Linked DNA regions of Mus musculus: region 2 is linked to region 1. The links are chromatin contacts, called in public promoter capture Hi-C maps. All regions are on one chromosome and are shown on one strand. The core of a region is the stretch at or near the end of the contact, and the rest is flanking DNA. Distances in the headings are between cores, read along the strand shown.

The links. Promoter capture Hi-C pulls out the DNA fragments that hold promoters and counts their contacts.
Region 2: a contact with region 1 is called in a promoter capture Hi-C map of fetal liver, with 2.8 times the contacts expected there. The contact joins the promoter of Aoc2 here to the promoter of Ezh1 in region 1. A contact is called at or near these places in 11 of 39 promoter capture datasets (the C10 cell line, the HPC-7 cell line, cranial neural crest and 8 more), 1 of 15 datasets of contacts at CTCF or cohesin (the NIH/3T3 cell line), 5 of 484 Hi-C or Micro-C datasets (embryonic fibroblasts, embryonic stem cells, forebrain and 2 more), 22 of 115 datasets of contacts at active chromatin or transcription factors (the 230-238 cell line, CD8 T cells, the NIH/3T3 cell line and 18 more) and 4 of 9 other capture datasets (adipose tissue, liver, macrophages and 1 more).

The regions. Positions count from the first base shown.
Region 1 is chr11:101,223,802-101,228,911 of GRCm38.p6, reverse strand. Ezh1 (enhancer of zeste 1 polycomb repressive complex 2 subunit) reads left to right here and starts at 2,449. Exons shown (of 21, transcript NM_007970.3): 1 at 2,449-2,516.
Region 2 is chr11:101,321,926-101,327,035 of GRCm38.p6, reverse strand. Aoc2 (amine oxidase, copper containing 2 (retina-specific)) reads right to left here and starts at 1,973. Exons shown (of 4, transcript NM_178932.1): 1 at 353-1,973. The coding sequence starts at 1,943. It overlaps Psme3 (proteaseome (prosome, macropain) activator subunit 3 (PA28 gamma, Ki)), which reads right to left. Exons shown (of 11, transcript NM_011192.4): 11 at 3,499-5,110.

The DNA.
Region 1 (5,110 bases), core at 1,200-3,699:
AAGGCAGATCTCTGAATTTGAGGCTAGTCTGGTCTACAGAGTGAGCTCCAGGACAGCCAAGGTTACAGAGAAGAAAAAAGACCCAAAACAGCATAAAGGAATACTTAAGTTAATTGGTTATTGGACAAATAGATACAAGAGGAAAACAATAAAATGGCTTTTTTGCTTTTAAACTTATTATTATTATTATTATTATTATTATTATTATTTTTTTTTTTTGGTTTTTTGAGACAGGGTTTCTCTGTGTAGCCCTGGCTGTCCTGGAACTCACTTTGTAGACCAGGCTGGCCTCGAACTCAGAAATACACCTGCCTCTGCCTCCCAAATGTTGGGATTAAAGGAATGTGCCACCACGTCCGGCTTAAATTTATTATTATCATTATTATTACTACTACTAGCAGCAGCAGCAGCAGTGGGTGTGCGTGGGTGGGTGGGAGTGCCATGGCCACTTTTGAGGTCCCAGGATTAACTTTGTAGAGTTGCTTTTCTCCTTTCACTTTTGTGTAGATTGTGGGGATTAAGCCTAGGTCACCAGGTCACCAGGCTTGCACAGAAAGCACCTTTACTTTGAGCCAGCTCATTGGCCTAGAAACCCAAAGGTTGGTTTTCCTCTCTCTCTTTTTCTTTTCTTTCTTCTGTCCTTCCCTCCCTCCCTTCCTCCCATCCCTCCTTCCTTTCTGTATTCATTTATTGAGACAGAGTTTCATTATGTAGCTCTGGCTGTCCTGGAACTAACTGTAGACCAGGCTGGCCTCGAACTCATAAAAATCTACCTACCTATTGATAGGTTATTTCTCTGCTGCCGGTGAAATGAGCCAATTCAAGCCAGATTATATTAATTAAAGGCAGTTTTGTTAGGAAGCTGCTCTCTGCCCTCAAGGATTGTGGCTAGGGGAGTTGCCATGGGGAAGTGGGGCTAGGGAGGAAGAGGGAAAGAGAGAAAGGAAAAGAGAAAGGGAGGGAGGAGAGAGAGAGAGAGAGAGAGAGAGAGAGAGAGAGAGAGAGAGATTGAGCGCGCGAGCAGAGCCGGATAGCGCCAGCATGAGAAATGTCTGGATTATACAGGGAAGAACCTCTCTGGAGAAACAGCAGCCCAGCCCCTGGGCTGGAAAGTTCAGGGTTGGGGGCAGGGTATGCCAGGTAGGAACTGAAGGGTTGCTGGGAGAACTTGGAGGCCAGGTCCACTTTGATATGTAAAATATGCACCTCAGTCCCTTTTCTGCAGACACCTGCCTCTGCCTCTGCCTCCAAAGTGCTGGGATTAAAGATGTGTGCCACCACTATACCTACCTCCAAAGTTTTTGATAAAAGGAAAAGAATAGTGGAGGCTGGAGAGATGGTACAGTGGATAAGAACAAAGGCGACTTTAAAAAGGACCAAGATTTGATCTTCAGCACCTACATGGTACCTCACTACGGTTAGCAACTCCAGTCCCAGGGGATCTGATGGCCTCTTTTGGCCTCCAAGTATGCCCACAAACACATGGTACAGATACATACACCCAGGCACACACACACACACACACACACACACACACACACACACTAAAACAAACAAATGCATCGTTAAAAAATAACTAAAAGTCCGGGGAGTGGTGGTGCATGCCTTTAATCCCAGCACTTGGGAGGCAGAGGCAGGCAGATTTCCGAGTTTGAGGCCAGCCTGGTCTACAAAATGAGTTCCAGGACAGCCAGTGCTACACAGAGAAACCCTGTCTCGAAAAAAACAAAAACAAAACGAAAACGAAAAACCACCCCCCCCAAAAAAACAAAAAACCAAAACCAAAAACCACCATAGCATGTATTAAAACACACATACGCAAATAAATAAATAATAAAATATTTTGAAAAAAAGAACCTGTTCGTTTCTGATGATGGATATTTCTTGCCTCTATAGTTACTATTCCCTTTTTGTAATATTAAGTATCTTGTGGAGAGGTTTAAAAAATATTCTCGAGGGCTGGAGAGATGGCTCAGCGGTTAAGAGCGCCGACTGCTTTTCTGAAGGTCGTGAGTTCAAATCCCAGCAACCACATGATGGCTCACAACCATCCGTAATGATATCTGATGCCCTCTTCTGGGGTGTCTGAAGACAGCTACAGTGTACTTACATATAATAAATAAATAAATAAATATTAAAACAATATTCTCAAGCCGGGCGTGGTGGCGCACACCTTTGATCCCAGCACTTGGGAGGCAGAGGCAGGCTGTCTTCCAAAATTTGACTTGTAAGTTGTCTAAACACGGTTGGCAATGGTGCGCTGCTGAATAAAGTCTTCAAGAAGAGATCTGTGGCTCCAGGATGACTTTTCTCTGACAGCGCCACCTAGGAAAGTGTCGGACTAGAGCTACATCACCTTAGCGAAAACACACACCTGCGAAGACCGCAGCCCAGGTGATCCACCCTCAGAGTGCGCACGCGCACGGAGGGGAGGCGCGGGGCGTGGCCGCGGCGCAGGGGCGTGGCCGTAGCGCGCAGGCGTCCTAGTGGCGGGTGGCTGCGTCTCAGGATGGAGGGTGAGTGAGTAAACAAGACGGGGCTGGGCGGTGGGGCCGGGCCTGGGCTTGGCGTGACGCTTGAACCTCAGGGCTGGGGAGGCGAAGAAATGAGGAAACTGAGGGCCACACCATTGCCTGACCCGGGGTAGCGCGAAGCCTGTCGTCCCGAGTGTGGTGGGACCCGGGGCGACAGCGCGTGCGAGCTGCGGGGGGCCGCGTGGCGGAGGGGGCGCGGCGGGGGCGGACCCGGCTGGTGGCCCGTGCCAACGTGGGTGGGCCTTGGCGTCTGCCAGGGGACCCTGACTCTTGTAAGCGGGAGGGCCAGAGGCCCGGGTGGCTCGGGCTCGCAGAGGCTTTGAGTGATGTTGAGGAAGGGGTGGCCAGGCCGAGATGCCCGCCAAGTGTGAGAGGTTCTTAAGACGCCCAAGTGTCAGGGTCGAGATTCCCGGGGTCGCGCGGCACCTCCTCAACATTTTGCTCCCGGACCTTGTCGCTGGTCTAACTCGCCTCACTTTAGTTCCGGGTTTGAGTGAGGATTTGTCTTCAAACTGTGACTGTCTCTCCCGTCCCCAGAATTCCCAGAAACGATATGTAAATGAACGCATCCCGAAGTAAAAGGGAAGGTGCTATATTTGGGACATAACTTGTCAGGAAGTAGATGTGAGACAAAGCTTTAAGAGAATTTTTTTTGGGGGCGTGTTTCGAGACAGGGTTTCTCTGTGTAGCCTGACTGTCCTGGAACTCACTCTGTAGACCAGGCTGGCCTCGAACTCAGAAATCCGCCTGCCTCTGACTCCCAGTGCTGGGATTAAAGGAGTGCACCACCACGCCTGGCGAGAATTGTTAAGATTTAGTTGTTTGGGTTTTTGTTGTTGTTGTTGTTGTTTGTTTGTTTGTTTTTAATGTGTGTGCACTCTATGTATGGATGGTTCCAGGGACATCGAATCCCTTGGTACTAGAGTTAAGGATGCTTACATACCACCATGTGGGAGCAGGGAACTGAGCCAGTCCTTGTTGTTTGCAAGAGCAACAAGTGTTCTTAACCGCTGAGCAGGCTTTTCACCATGTGGGACGAGCTTACTTTGGTCAAAGTGACCACTGAGATGATGTAGGTGGTGGGGCACAAGGAAGAGAATGGAAATAGATTAGATGGAGGTTAGTGTTGGAGGTGTGGGTAAACTGATTAGCCAAAGTATGGAACCTATGCCTTGGGAAACAGAGCCAAGGATCACAAAGAATTGGATATGTACAGGGAGGACATTGAAAATGTAGAGACTTTTGGGGTACATTTGCTACATGATATCTCAGAATAAGAAATCTTCAGCCCAATGAATATTTTTGTTGATTTTGGTCTCTGCATAGCACCTGGCTATCTTTGAACTCTCCCTGTACACCAGGCAGGCCTTGAACTCACAGGATCCTCAGGCCTCTACCTCTTGGGATTAAAAGGTATGACTCACCCTCCACCCAAAGATTTTAAGACGAGGAAAGGACATTGGATGTCTTTCCAGCCTGAGAAGGTTTGACCGCTGCCCCAGTCTTTTGATTTTTGAGAAACCTGTTTTCAGCCTTGGAAACCCAGTTGTGGCTCTGAAGGGAGATAACCAGCTCACATAGGAGTGAATGCATGTTAGGAGAGAAGACCTTAATCACATAAACAGGATGCTAGTTGTGATGTTGCAGCCTTAGAATCCCAGAACTCCGTTAATGGAATTAGGAGGCTTAGGAGTTCAAGGCCAGCCTTTTCAAGGTCAGCCTGGTCTAAATGAAACTCTGTGTCAAAACAACCACAAAAGTATGTAAACCTGGAAGAACCATCTGTAAAAAGGAAACATCTGAGGGGATGTGGCGCACACACCCTTCTAAAGCCTTCTGTGGATGTTCTGACTCATGTCTAACCGAAGAGTCTGGTTTTTATTGAATGATAATGGATGGTCCCCAACAAAACTTTATGCTGATGTAGTTCATAATCAGCTAGGGCAGGGCCCTGCCTATAGCAGGCTAATGTGGTTGTATATCTTCAAGGCAGCTCTCTTCCACTGGTCCTGGAAATTTAAAAAAAAAAAAAAAGCATCCCCGGAGAAAACCAAATCCGTTTTGATTTTTGTTACTCTTGTCTGCAGTGGGGATGGCCTGGTTCTATTGAACACTAGGAAATATTTATGTTAATTAGAGTTCTTTAGTTAAGATTGTGGTTCACAGCAAACCAGGCATGGTGGTCCATGTCTGTAATTCTGGTACTAAGGAGATAGAGGTAGGTGGTTCAGTAGTTCAAGGTTATCCATGACGACCTAGCATCCTTGAGGTGAGGTTGATGGAGGATCTGAGATACTGGCATTTTGTTGTTTGTTTTGAGCCCTGGCTGTCCTAGAACTCATTCTGTACAAGTGTTGATGAAATTGAAACTAGTGACTCAATTTAGATATATATTTTTAAAGATGTATTTATTTTATGTATATGAGCACACTGTAGCTGTCTTCAGACACCAGAAGAGGGCATCGGATCCCATTACAGATGATGTGATCCACGCTATGGTTGCTGGGAATTGAACTCAGAACCTCTGCAAGAGCAGTCAGTGCTCTTAACTACTGAGCCATCTCTTTAGCCTCCAT
Region 2 (5,110 bases), core at 724-3,223, 99 kb before region 1:
GATCTAGGGGGGGGCGGGCGGGGGGGGGAGCTCCATTCAGTTCCCTCAGGGTCCATTCCCCAGAGTCCCTCTCAAGGCTAAAGCAGCCAGGCCCAGTCATTATACTTAAACTAAACTAGCTTTACAACTGCAAATCTGGGGGGGAGGGGCTCAGCGGGTAGGAATTAGCAGAACCCCTTTCCCCTTTGGCCAGACACCCAGTTGTGAGTGCAGCTGCACTCAATCCTTTCTCCCTTCCCATACCCAGAGGGGTTAGAATGCCCCCTGAACCTTTCTGAGCTCACTCCTTGATTTGGGGACTTCCTGCCCTGTGCCCCATTCCCAGCCTTCAAGGCTCAGGCTAAGAACTCACCTGCTACATCAAGGTCCAGTTTGAAGTGGAAAGCGTGTGTATGCACCGCTCCCAGCACTCTTTCTCCCACACGGTTCCCAAAGAGGAGACTTTCAGCTCCTCCACTCATGAAGGCTGTGTTGATATAGCCCGTGGCATGGACACGAGCTTCAAGGGCCCCGGTTGGGTGTAGCATAAAGTCCCAGATGTAATCATAGTTGCCCACTGATGACACCGACCTGACCACAAGGCTTGAGCTGGCCAAACCACCATAGAAATGACCCCCGATGCCATTATGATGCCTTCGAAGGGGCAGTCCCTGGGCCTCCTCAAATACACACACAGCCCCTGGAAGCAGCTGGACTGACCCCGTGCCCACCAGTACATGGATGTCCACCATTGTGGCTTGATAGGGGCAATCCACCCCCCGAACCAAAGCTCGGCTGTTGAGACCAAGCCCATAGCTGCTGTCCAAGTACCGGATCGTCATTGTTTTGGGGGAATCAGCACCATAAACTGTCAGACACTCCTGGACACTGACTTCATAAGCCACACGCTCACCCTTGAACCGAATATCAAAAATTCTTAAGCCACTGAACACCCCATGACCAAAGGTAAATGTCCAGAGGGGAGATGTCACTGAGTTTCCCTGTATGTTATACTGGGGACCCTGAAGTGAGAACTGAAGAGGGGGAAGAGGAGGGTCTGGAGTGACTCTAGGCCTCAAGGAGGAAGCTCCACCTGGTGTGGGTAGAGGGACCCGAATCACTTCTAGGCGGCCAACTTTAAACTCCCATTCCAACTGGGCCAAGTCTGCATAGTAATGCCCAAGGTAGAAGACCTGTTGGACTACCCAGTCGGCAGGGTCCAGGGCCCCGTGGTCCAACAGTAGCTCCAGCCCCACAGGGTGAAGGAACACTCCAAGACCTGAGATGTTATGGTAGAGGGCTATCCAGGTAGCTCGATCGCCTGCATGGAAACCACTAGCAGTAGAATGCAAAGGTGCCAAGGTGGAGCCATTGTAGTTCAAGACAGAAGCCAGAAAGGTGGGTGCCTTTGGTAGCTCCACTTCTTTCAAATGCCTCCATATCTGAACAAACTCAGTTTTCTGCATGGGGCGCCGATAATAGGGCAGGGGGCCGCCGTGGCGCTCCACAGTCACATCCCGCATGTAGGAGGGGTGAGGCAGGGGCCCCACCACCAGCTCACTCACGTTGGGCTTGGGTTGTCCACCAAAGAAGATGATGGCTAGTGCCTCTCGCACAGGTGGGGGCCCCCCTCTGTCCAGGTGGGCCAGGGCTGCAGCCTTGGCAGGCAGCTGCAACTCTACTGAGAAGACACAGTTGTCCGAGGGTCGAGCCTGGGCTGCATCCACCAGCCCCGGCCCCAGGTGCTTGGTCAGGAAGCTCATCACAGCTGTCAGCTCCTCTGGGGTCAGGTCTGCAAACAGCTGGCTCTGGCTAGGGTGTGTCCAGGGATGAATTCTGGGAGGTATGGAAGGGCATCGAGGAGACTGGCTGAAACTGCCTTGCCTGGTCAGCAGGACATAGACCAGAGCAAAGACAGTGAGGAAAGACAGCCCCAGAAGCAGCAGCAGCACCTTGAGATTCATGGCTGGCACTGAAGCTCCCCCCGTCCTGAGAGCTCATCGGTGTCTGACATTGTGGCAGGCTTATATTCAGGATGATGGAGAGGAATGGACTAAACTCCACCCTGTGGGCTGGACAGGAAATCTCTGATCGTGCTTTATGTAGTTCTGTTCCAATTTTCTGTCTTGTGCTCTGGCTCAAGACATTACATAGCTTGCTCCTGTCCCTAAACTTTGACTGCCAATGGTCACTAACTACTACGTGTCATCATTTAGAACAGGTGAGAGGGATGGGGTGGGTAATGGAGCTGAACTACCTGAGAAGGCAGTTTCGATACACACTCCTTCCTTTCCCTGTCTAACACACAAGTACTAACAAAACACCTCTTAGCAGAATTACATTCCCAGTTCCCAGACCCACCGCCCAACTCAGCAATGAGCAGTCAGCTCTACCTGGGACCTAATGAGTGCCTGACTTGGGAGACCCAGGCCTTACTCTATCCAGTCAGAGAGACGACTGGTTGAGGTTGAGCTGTGTTTAGGTCTATACAATGATCCAGTCCAAGTTATGTAGCCTTAAAGGGGCTACATATCCTGAATTTCTTCCCTATGAAGGCGCATGAGGCATGGTCATTTATACTGATAATACCAACACTCAAGAGGAGTGCTGAGAGTTCAACTAAGCTACATGAGTGAATTATAGGTCAACCTAGGTGATACCCTGCCTTAAAAAATAAAAAGCATAGCCAGGGAGAGGTACTATATGCCTTCAATCCCAGCACTCAGGAGACAAGCCGATCTGTTGAGTTTGAGGCCAGCCTGGTCTTTAGAGCGGTCCTAGGACAGCCAAGGCTACACAGAGAAGGGTCTTTAAAAAACAAACAAAAAAACCGAATAAATATATAAAAAGCATAAAAGTATTCTGTGGAGTGCTTTTGATTAAAATGTAGCCTTACACAGCAAGTGCTTAGTAACCCTGGAGGGAGGGAGGGAGGCAGGCAGGCAGAGCAGGTAGCTAGTGGCTCTAAACTCTGGGATAGAATAGAGTAGATGCCCCTCCCCTACTGGGACCTTAAACCTCTATAGACAATGAAGAGTCTCACTGTCAGGAGGGAAGTGAGGACATGTTATTTTAGAGGGATGTAAGCCTCTTATGAGCACTGTGGGTCAGTATAAACCAATACCAGGAGTTCCCTCAAAAAAGTATGTATGAAGTAAGTATGTATGTATGAATGTATGTATGTATGTAGAGGCAAGCTGGTATGGAGGAAAAGGACTGGATCGACAGGGTCAGCCCGAGCTGCTGGTCCCACACATAACCACAGCAGCCTCTGCTGGCAGCTCAGGGTATCACCAGGAAGGACCTGGAATCTGGTGAAGACAGGCAGCTTTCACACAATTGAGCGTCAACACACAGCAGGAACCACCTCCCATTAGTTCTTGCACTGTGAAGAGGAATGAAGGTTCAACTAGTAAGTTCACACACGACAGGCTAGCCAGAGTGTCTGTGAAGATGGGTGTCTGAATGCTCATGTGTGACCCTTATGTCCCTCAGTCACCAGAGTACAGCACCAGGGTCTGCAGCTTTAGAAAGAGGTCAAAGTACCTGTATTTTTAATAATTTCTTGACATGGTAAAAGAATTTTACATTACAATCCAAGGAAGGAGGGGCAGAGGGACAATCAAACAAAAGGAAAACCAAGAAACACATGGTGGGGGGAGGGGAGGGGCTCAGCTGGAAGGGATCTGAGGGTGGATAGGTGCACTGCCCAACGAAAATGCGATTGGTTTGTTACTGAGCACTATTCTTGGGAAGAGAGCATCCCGCATCCCGCCTCCTTTCCTACAGAATGCTGGGAGTGAAAGTGATGCATCCCAGGTGGAAATATGATTTGGGATTGGAAGACGGAGAGGAATAAAAGTCAAATAGACACTGAGAGTCAGTCACTGGCAGGCTAATTGCAGAGACCAACTCTCACTTAAAAAGCTGGGGGCTAGTGCGATTAATACAAACGCTTTAACAAGTGGTACCTCTGGAAGATTCAAGAGAGGAGGCAACTCTTCTATGGGTTTGACCTTCGCAGCATATTAACACACACACACGAACACACACACACATGTGCACGTGTGTATGTGCACACACACACACGTATACACATGAATTACTGCTTTCCCTGGAAGCACAATACTATAAATACGAGAAACATTTCCCAAAGGGAAAGCACAGCGAGGAGCAGCAGCCTCTGCACCTCACAGCCGGCCGCTCCCCAGCCAGCGCACATGCTGGCCTAGGAGAAGACAAGTGCGGGCCAGAGGACCAGCTTTTGCATAACACCAAAAAGAACCTGAGCCACAGAGGGAAGGCCTTCATGAGCCCTCTGCTGCTCGGCTCTCGGTTCTCCTTCAGCTTACCCTGGCACCAACTGCTACATTATCAGAAGAGGGTGGGCCTGGGACTTTTGCCTGGGTGGATGACTAAGACAACTATCACCTGCTGAGATGTTTGTATGTGAAGGGCTTGAGGGAGTGGTGGTGCAGGAAGGAAGGTATGTTCTATAATGGAGCAGGAAGCATGTATGCATGTCCCTATGCGTGTTTACATGTGTACACATGTGTATGTGAAAACCCCAGTTATAAAAACATCCAAAGAAGCTGCAGGGATGCAGGTGAAGGTCTAGGGGACCCCTCGCCACAGTCAGGCTCAGAGCGGGATGGATGTAGGTGGGAAGCCCTAAGGCATCACCTGGGCAGGCAAGGAGGACCCAAAGTCCCACAGAAACGAGACACTAGCCTTGTGACAAGAGATGTCCCTTCCACCTCCACTCCCCCTGTTCCTAAAAGACACCTAACACTTTCCCTATAGTTCCTCCAGCTTTTAACCAACTAATCATCAAAAGGAAGAAAATACAAAACCTAAAACAGGGGAAGGGGGAGAGAAGGGAAGAAAAAACAAAAACCCACAATTACGCTTGTGCCAGTATGTTGCACAAACCTGGAGTTCTCCAGAAATTAGGACAGGCTGGGTGGGGGGTGTTGGGGAAGGAGATAGAAGAGTTCCTGAGGCCTGAAAAAAGAGGTAAACACGTCACAGAACTAGATGAGAGTTTCATTAGACTCTAACTAAAAACAGAGAGGTGTGATTACTATTTCCAGCCAGTTTTCCCATCACGATAGTCATGTAACAAACCAAG